Regions from separate parts of the Gossypium hirsutum genome. Here region 1 is linked to region 2. Evidence: chromatin contacts called from public Hi-C data. All regions are on one chromosome and are shown on one strand. The core of a region is the stretch at or near the end of the contact, and the rest is flanking DNA. Distances in the headings are between cores, read along the strand shown.

Evidence for each region. Hi-C and Micro-C count contacts between places; a contact is called where the count stands out from the background.
Region 1: a Hi-C map of leaf shows a contact between it and region 2, with 4 times the contacts expected there. The contact joins the enhancer-like site here to the promoter of LOC107927567 in region 2. A contact is called at or near these places in 7 of 34 Hi-C or Micro-C datasets (callus, cotyledon, fibers and 2 more).

The regions. Positions count from the first base shown.
Region 1 is chrA12:10,039,007-10,043,165 of Gossypium_hirsutum_v2.1, reverse strand. No RefSeq gene overlaps it. Among protein-coding and RNA genes, the nearest start is that of LOC107927535, 6.3 kb to the left of the region's middle. Within about 2 kb of position 1,300, at least 2 of the 9 cell types and tissues checked have an H3K27ac peak or open chromatin away from gene starts, as enhancers often do. A contact at or near this core is called in leaf, where this site is marked.
Region 2 is chrA12:9,961,997-9,966,764 of Gossypium_hirsutum_v2.1, reverse strand. It overlaps LOC107927567, which reads left to right and starts at 3,047. Exons shown (of 2, transcript XM_016858663.2): 1 at 3,047-4,036; 2 at 4,293-4,506. The coding sequence starts at 3,220. The coding sequence ends at 4,026.

The DNA.
Region 1 (4,159 bases), core at 51-2,550, 78 kb before region 2:
TCATTATTAGTCTCCCATTATAATAAACAATAAATAAAACATAGTAAAATATACTTGAAGATTTTTAACATCATCGTCATCACTAGAAGGTATGAGATAGTTCGAAAATATTCTTGATTTCATATAGATAACGATATCAAATCTTTCACCATCCTTAAGAACAAAATGTAAAAGAAGTTAATCAAAACAACGATAACATATAATGAAAGAAGAATGAAAAATAATAATCAGATATGAAACATTAAATAAAAGAAACTTCATGTAAAAACTTTGCATATTGTCGTCAAAGAAATTGAAAATCATGGAGGATAAATTTGATCGTCGATAAAAGGAACTATCACTTTGAGCAAGATTGTGCTGATAACGTGTTATAAAATAAAGAGAGATGGAGAGAATAAAGAATAAAGAATAAAGAATAAAAAAAATATGAAAGCAACAAAGAATGTACTTTATTAATCAAATGAGTGATTACAATGCTTTTAAAGTACATCAAAACTTTATCTTGATCATGATGGACATCCACTTAATAAGATATTCATAACAATTCACATATTATTGAAAATATTCAATATTAATATTTTAATAATAAATAATTATTACAATTATAAATATATTAATAATAAATGTTTTGTAGTATAAAAGTTAAAATATGTCATAAGTCTATGTACACTTCACAGATTTGTAATTTAATCATTGTACTTTTATTTTCAAGAATTTAGTCCATTTACTTTTCAAATTTGAAAATCAAGTACAATTGTTGACATCGTTAATTTTTTTTTTGTCAATTTTGTTGATGTCATATTTTTAAATAAAAAATACTCACTTAGTAGTTATGTAATTAAAAAATGATGTTATCAGATAATATTTTTAATATATGCAAAAACAATGTAAAATATAAAATTATAGATAAAAGTAAATTCAATTAAACAATGAAAAATAAGAAAATCTCAAATGTATATTTGTTTAATTGAAAAAACTTTTATGAAATATTTTTAAAAAATCTATCAAACAACATAAAATATTTTACACAGATTCATCCAAACACCAGAAAATATTAAATTTTCCAGAAAATTAAATTATTTTCCAGAAATCATTTTCCGGAAGTCATTCTTAATGAAACAAACGGAGCCTAATATTTAAACTAATTTCAAGTACAAATTGATTAATTTTGAACCCCAATTATAATTTTACTTGGATATTGAATAAAAAAACCCAACTTTGGGTAGTGTTGAAGGGCCCAATTTGATTTGGGAATGGTGGGATTCCGTTTTTGGTATTAAAAACCCACTTTAACTTGGGTAAAGCAGACCTCGTTTCTGGGCTTAAAGCTCATTAAGAATTTGTTTGGAATTTTCTTATTTGAGATTTAGGGTGTGTTTAGTATTATTTTTAAGAAGTATTTTTAGATAAAAATATTTCTAAATAAGTTATTTTTTGAAAGAAAAATACTTCTTCTAAATAAAAAATTGAGCTAAAAACACTTTTGAGAAATATTCTTAAATTAACCCTTAGTGACCTTTAGGGAAATTTCTTGGAGATCCAATATGAGAGGTGATTTTGTAGAGAGAACAGTGAGTTAAAAAAAAAAAAGCCTTTTCTGTCCAGAAGTTAGGAAGCTTCCAGAGCAGGTTCAATCCAGACTGGTTCTCCCAGCCCGAGCAGTTCAACAGAAAAACCAGAATTAGTGGCCCAAGCCCGTTCTGTCCAGACCAGTGTGCGGCCTGAATCAACAACAGACCAGGCCTTGTTACTCCTTCAATTTGGATCTAGTCGCTAGATCCATTGGGTATACGTTTAGATATTTATATAATTTATTACTATATTTTTGTATTTGCTTGGTTGTTTCAATATTTGGACATGGATTATGGTTCATCATGTCAAATTATGATTAGTAGTAACCAACAGTATGACTAATTTGATTATGATAAATAAATTTTTATTAATTTTGATGTGTGTTGGATTCCTCATAGTGCTTAATAGTTTTTGGAATCATCAAATTTGAAATTTAAAATATTTAATATATTTTAAAATTTGAATATGAAAAATTTAGTTTTGTTCATATGTTCTGTCAATTTAGCTTGTTGAATTTGTTTTTCAATTTTTTAAAAATAGTCGAATTTGACTATCAATCTTTCAAAAAGAGTAAAGTTCTTTTTTATAATGAAAATATTGATTAAAACATTAAAATTTTTAAGCATAGCATGACAACTTATGTGTACTTCATGTTTTTTTTTTAAAAAATTATAGACTTTTCAAATTTTTATTGTCACGCAAATATTACTGTCTTATTATTTAGTTGTCATATGATCAAAGGTGCAACTAAAATACTACACCATATGATAAATAAAATTCTTAGGACTAGTTCATAAAAGTTTCACAAGTCATTGGTTGTCCCAGTTGTCACACTTACACTAAAGGAGATCTTTATTTATTTCTAACTTTATTTGTGTTATTCAGTTGCTTACTTTCTTTTATAAAAGACTTATAAAGTTATTATATAATCTTAAGAGGAATTTGGAAGAATTTAGAACGATATTTGTCAGAAAAATTGAATAGTTTTAGAAGTAGTGCTGCGAGCAATGCCAATTATTTTAGGCATTGATAAAGAAAAAATAAGAATATTGCGATATGTCTACATAGTTCAATTTTCTTAAAAATAAGAATATTGCGATATGTCTACATAGTTCAATTTTCTTACATCTATGAGGCTTTTTACAGAGAGATAATCCACTATCTTAACATATATACAAAAAGTTATTACATGCTCCAACACTCACTAGAATAGAAACTTCACTTTTGTCCCTAAGATCTAGATCACTCTCTTCTAAGTTTCCACTATCATAACATCTAGATCACTTTTGAACCCAAGGATTTTGTTACCAAAATTTGGAAATGCTAGATACCAGTGTGCACTACTCTTAGGAACTTTTCATAAACTGCCACAACAACCTCTCCTTGTGGTAATTTTTTAAACAAAACCATAACAAGAAACATATACATCAATAGGAACAAATGTTCCCTTAAGTAACTCCCCCTTAATCAATTAAACTTAACTATTAACATAATCAAGCAAATTAACTATTAATGCTTTTAAAAGTGATGAACACATTAGCAATCAAAATACTTAGAATCATATTACAGTAAGTTAGATGAGAAAATGTTCATAAAAACAACAACTAAAGTACAACATTGTTTAACAAAACATCACCAAAATAAATAAAGTTTGTAGTCTTGAAATAACAAAAAGAAATCATCAACAGGTGCAATAACTTCTTACTTCCCCTTTTTGTTCACAAATCTACCAAAGGTCTATTGAAGTTATTTGGTTAACAAATCATTCCACAAGGCTTTGGCTCATCGAACATTAGCTTGAAGTTGAGCAACAACCCTCTCTTAAGAAGCTTTTCCAACATCCAAGTGGTATAGCATGCTTTGTTTAAATGCTGATAAATGCTTGTGAGTGTTAGGCTCAATAACAACTAGAATAAGCCCCGTTTTCTCAAGATCAACTTCATCTGCAAGAGTGGTTCTTAGATTGCGCTCAATATGCTTCGCCTCCAACCACTTTATGATAACTTAAATTCTACAAGCTTTTTTTTTCATATTTCTCAGTGCCATTAACAATTTTAGAATTAATTGAAACAAATTTTGAAAAATTAAAGAGTGAAATGGAATATATAGTCGAGGGTACACTTTTTATGTATGCTTGATGATTTCTTGGAAAATAATCTTCCCTAAGTTAAACTGAATGTCATCAAAATCTTCCTTAAATATGTTGTCATCCTTTTGGTAAATGTATTCCTTTAACTATTGGGAATCCAATTTCAAGTGGCAATGGCAAAAAAGTTTGGCATTATAACACCCCAAATTTCTGTAATTTCAGCTTTTGTGAAATTGTAGCATAGGAAAATATGTGAATATGTTTTTGCATGAATTTGCATAATATCTGTCTGCTTTTGTTTTTAAGTCCTTTGGGGGTGTGTTAGAGAAGTCCCAAGTTTAAGTTTCAACTTGGGCAAAATTTTGGTTTCTTATTTAAATAAAGCCTGGCTTTTGGTTAATTGGCTTATAAGAATTTATTGGTAAAAACTTAACAGAATGGGCCTACTGGTCTAGTGGTTAAGTAGCAATGGTTTATGCTAGAGGTCATGTGTTTGAA
Region 2 (4,768 bases), core at 1,798-4,297:
CACTATTGCTAGTAAATTTATGTCATATACAAGTCATATACCCAACATACCGGCTATCGGCTCGATAATCTGATAAGGGCTTTGCTCGATGAAAACAACGTTCCTTGTAAGTTGTGGATCTAGGATTGAAGCAAACACTTCCCTGCAATCAGAAAGAAGACACAATGGACGTTCTAGGCTTATAACGATATTAGGAACAAGAAAAGAAACAAAGAAAAAAAATGAAAAAAAAGAAATGGCTAAAATTTCTGGCAGATTTGAATCAAGGTTGAAGATGAATTCTTGAAGCTTCATTCACGGCAGCCTTGAACATTCAAAGATGGTAGAATTGATGTAGAATATTGCTGGAAATTTAGAAAAACGAAAAACTCGAAAAAATTCGGACAATATGCTAAACGAACCTGAATCGAATCTGTTCTTCGTCAACAGACTTGGACCCACTAGATAGCAATCTAGGAACCCAAAGAATCAAGTAAAATTGACACAACAAACACATTCTGATATGCTAAGAAAGTTTGGTGAAAAACCGAAGTTTGAGAGAAAGTCTCACAAAGATTATATTTCATTCAAAGTGTTTACCTTCTTACATTGTTTTTACACATATAGATGAATAACAAGAGGTGTATGGCCAAATTTCCTTGTGTGGCTGAAAATAGAGGATTTAAAATTTCAAATTTTAAACTCCTAATAACTCCTAAAATGGGCGGCATTTTATGATAGCCTTGTATTTGAAATTTGAAATTCAAACACAAACTACTTGATCTTATCCTTGAAGTTGACACCAAGTAAGAAAAAGAAAGGGCTGCTCCAATTCTGCAGATAATGTACTCACTCATCCAAGCTGCCACGCGGATGTGTGAATGATCGGATGCCATTTGGGCTGCCACATGTGCACTGGTACACTCCCCGACTTGTAAATCATTATCCAGCTACTTCTGGACTTGCCAGCTGAAGTTGAGCTAGTGGAGCTGAAATTGAGCTGACGGAAACTGAACTGAGCTAGAACGAGCTAGCTACAAGTGGAGTGAGCTGACATGAGCTGGTGTAGAGTACTCTGAGCTAACTTGAGCTGAAGATGAGCTGCATATACACTCTTGAGCTAGTGTCTCTTCGAGTACCTAATCCAAAAGGCATAAACACTTATCAAAGTTTATGTAGACTTAATGTAACATAGTTTAATAAGTTGTAAAGAAGTGCACACTTATTTATTAACACCCAAACAACTTAGAAGCAATACAAACACTATCAAACCAATCCCAAAGCATACGTAGCATAATATATACAAACTTAAACACACAGAATGAATAGTATAACCTAAATATGTCACATATCAGCATGCAACACATTATAAATCCTATGTTCTAAGGCATAAACATGATCGAATGAATCTGGAATTGTAGCACAAGTAAGGAAAAGAACTTCCCTAAATTTTTTTGCCTTAGAACGGGTAATAGGTCCCAATGGTAAGACCTTTGGATCAGTTTCCTTGATTGGCATGAATGTGCTCACATCATAATCTTTAGAGCATAAGCCTCTACTTATATCAAAGCACAGTTACATACGCATGGTCAGTGGCTAACTCAGGATTTAGGTAAACCAAACCATAAATGTCATGAGTGAATTAATTCATAAACAGATTCAAAATTAATCCATCTTCGGTCTAGTCTGATGTATCATTTTGCTAATAAATACATCTATATCTCTACCGGTGAAGTCAACTATTTTGATAACCAAGGCTAGTCATCTCGTCAATTGGAATTGTAGACAACATAATAATCCTTCTCAATATTTGAATCAAATGCTCATTTTGATTCTTTTACGGGATTAAAAAAATTATTTAGATTATCTACTGAAGTAAATTGTCTTTCTCACAATGTAAACATTCTTACAGTGCCATTTGTCATTAGTTTGAACTTAGACAATCAATCAGTTAATATTTGCTTGCCTCAATTTTGCTATGCATGCAAAATATAAAAGATAGAAATACAAAAGACATAAAGTGAAATGTAAAATTTATTTATTCATTATTCAAATACATAGAAAACAATTACATGTTTACTATAATATAGACATATTTCCCAACAATTAATTATCCGATTTTCTTAAGTTTTCATTTTGAGCACCGATTTTTTTGCAAATTGGGCACCTCCATTAACAATAGTTTTCATTGTAATCACCTAACTTTATTAAGTTTTCATTTTGGTCACTTATTTACTTTTTAAAAATTATTTTTTATTTTTTAACAGAAACTTAATTTTTATAGGAAATTAAGTTATTCAGTTGTAGAGATGAAACCCAAATATTTCCTTATATCTCATTTCTCTATAAAAAAAACTTAAAATTTTATTGAAAAACCTTGATTTTTCCTCGAGGAAACTAAGGTTTTTTCTTTTTTTAAAAAAAATTAAAAGTTAATTCTAAAAAGGACCATAAATAAAGGAATTAAAAAGATAAAATTATTTTTCTTGTAAAAATCCAAATAATTTTCTATAAAACCCTCGGTCTTTTTTACTTGGAAAAAAATTAAAATTAATTTTAAAAAAGAAAAAATAATAAAATTAAGAAGATAAATTAGGCTTTCCTTATAAAAACTCAAATAATTCCTTGTAAAATCCATATTTTTTTCATTTTACTAGAAAAACTAAAATTAATTTTAAAAATATAAATAAAATTTAGAAAAAGGTTTTTGATTGTAAAAATCCGAAAAAAAATTTACTTTATAAAAACTCTTAAAACCTAGCTTTTTCCTATTTACTGGAAAAAAACTAAAATAATTCTAGAAAAGGAAAAAAATAAAATTAGTGATCAAAATGAAAATTTATAAACGTTGAGTGATTAAAATGAAAACAATTGTTAACAGTAGTGCTCAATTTGCAATTTTTCATTTTTAGTGCCCAAAATAAAAAATTTTGAAAGTGAAGTAACCAATATATAGTTTACCCAAGAAAAATTTTCATCTATGCAAAAATTTTGTGCACCAGTTAATATTGTTGGATTTGAGTAGCCGCGTAAATTGTTGAGCTATAAATTCAAACTCGGCCCAGTAATGAGTCCATGACTATTGAGTGTTACTGATTCACCTTTACGGCTGTAACAGAGAACAGAGTGAGGAAGAGAAAGAGGAAGAGGAGAGGGGGAATTGGAGCGGCTGAAAACAAGAAATCACAAATGAAGGAAAAACCCAGTCCCAAATAAACTAAGAAGGGATGCTTTGATCGCATGGCAGTGAGAAATATGAAAAAGACTTTGAAGTGGAAGAAGTTTGAGTTACTCTTCCATGTCTCAACTACACCTTCAAAACCCCAACCGCAATCATCGCATTCTTGCCACCTTATATTGTCATCATCTTCCTTTTCATCTGTGCCAAATCTAACTAACACTTATCTCAAATCAAAACCCCAAAGTTCTCCCACACTTACCCCAGAAGAAATCAGCAAAATCAACCTCCTCCTCCCACGTCTCTGCCTCTTTAATCACCTCCCAACTGCAATCCAGCTAACCACCACCGCTCTCACTCTCCCTAACCCTCCCCCCCATCCCAAGTCCCTTTCTCTTTCCATTCTCATTCACTCCCTCACTCTCCAGCCTGACCTGAAACTACCCATGTCACTCCTCACCCGCCTCTCCCGCAAGCACCCACCTCACCCATATCTAACGCCCATCTCAACCATGCTCATTGCCTCTTATCTCAAAAAAGACAGGCCTAAGGATGCTCTCAAAGTATACAATTGGATGCTCAGGCCCGGCTCTCCTTGTAATTGTATGGTCGACAAGTCTGCCTATGGGATTTTGGTTGGTGGGTTGTGCGCCAGAGGCTTGGTTCTTGAGGGCTTGATGGTTTTGAGGGATATGCTGAGGGTCCGTCTTTTGCCAGGGGAAGGTCTCAGAAGAAAGGTAGTTAGGAGTTTATTGAGAGAGGCTAGGGTTAGGGAGGCAAAGGCATTGGATGAACTTTTGCCTTGTGCTGGGGATCTCAACAAGGTGTTGGATTTTTTGGATCACCATATTGGAAATTGGTCGAACTAGCTAGTACCAGGTATGCGATTCTTACATATGCAATTAGGTTTTAATTCTTAAGTGCAGAGTGAGTTGAAAAATAGCACCAGAAATTGTTCATAGAGAAGAGAAGTAATCCGGGCGTTGGGCATTAAAGAGAATGATCAGTACTTGGGAAATCTTATGAGACTAGAAAATATCATGTCAATGTATCCTAAAGATAAGGACCCTTTTTTATGTTTATTTTATTTTTTGAATCATTATAATTTGATCATTTTGCTCTGAATTCTTTGTAGCACGCCTAATCCAATTAAGAGGAGAGAAGATGTTGGTTACTTGTTGAGCATTCATACTCAATTTTTTTTTTTTAGTAATTTTCTTACTTTTCAGATTTGGATATGTGCATTCTTCAAGTTTAGTTTTGACGAGAGCCCTTGTGTACAAAGTTTAGCATCTGCATTAGTCTTGTAAGACTTTGAACATGATTAATTTGATATTAGTTTTAGTCTATTTTAGAGATATTTTGTCGTTCTCTTAGATCAAATATATAATAATATTGAACTTGTGCATATTTGAGGCTTTGTAAACATAAATCTTGGAGACTTTTGAGTTGTTTTTGATTTAATGTTATGCTTGTTGTGGGATTCATCTCATGTGTATCTGTCACCTCGTTTAATTAGGCTTGACAAAGAGTGGTATCAAAGCCAGGTTTTGTGATTCTATGTTTCTTAGGATTAATGAGGCTTGACAAAGAGTGGTATCAAAGCCAGGT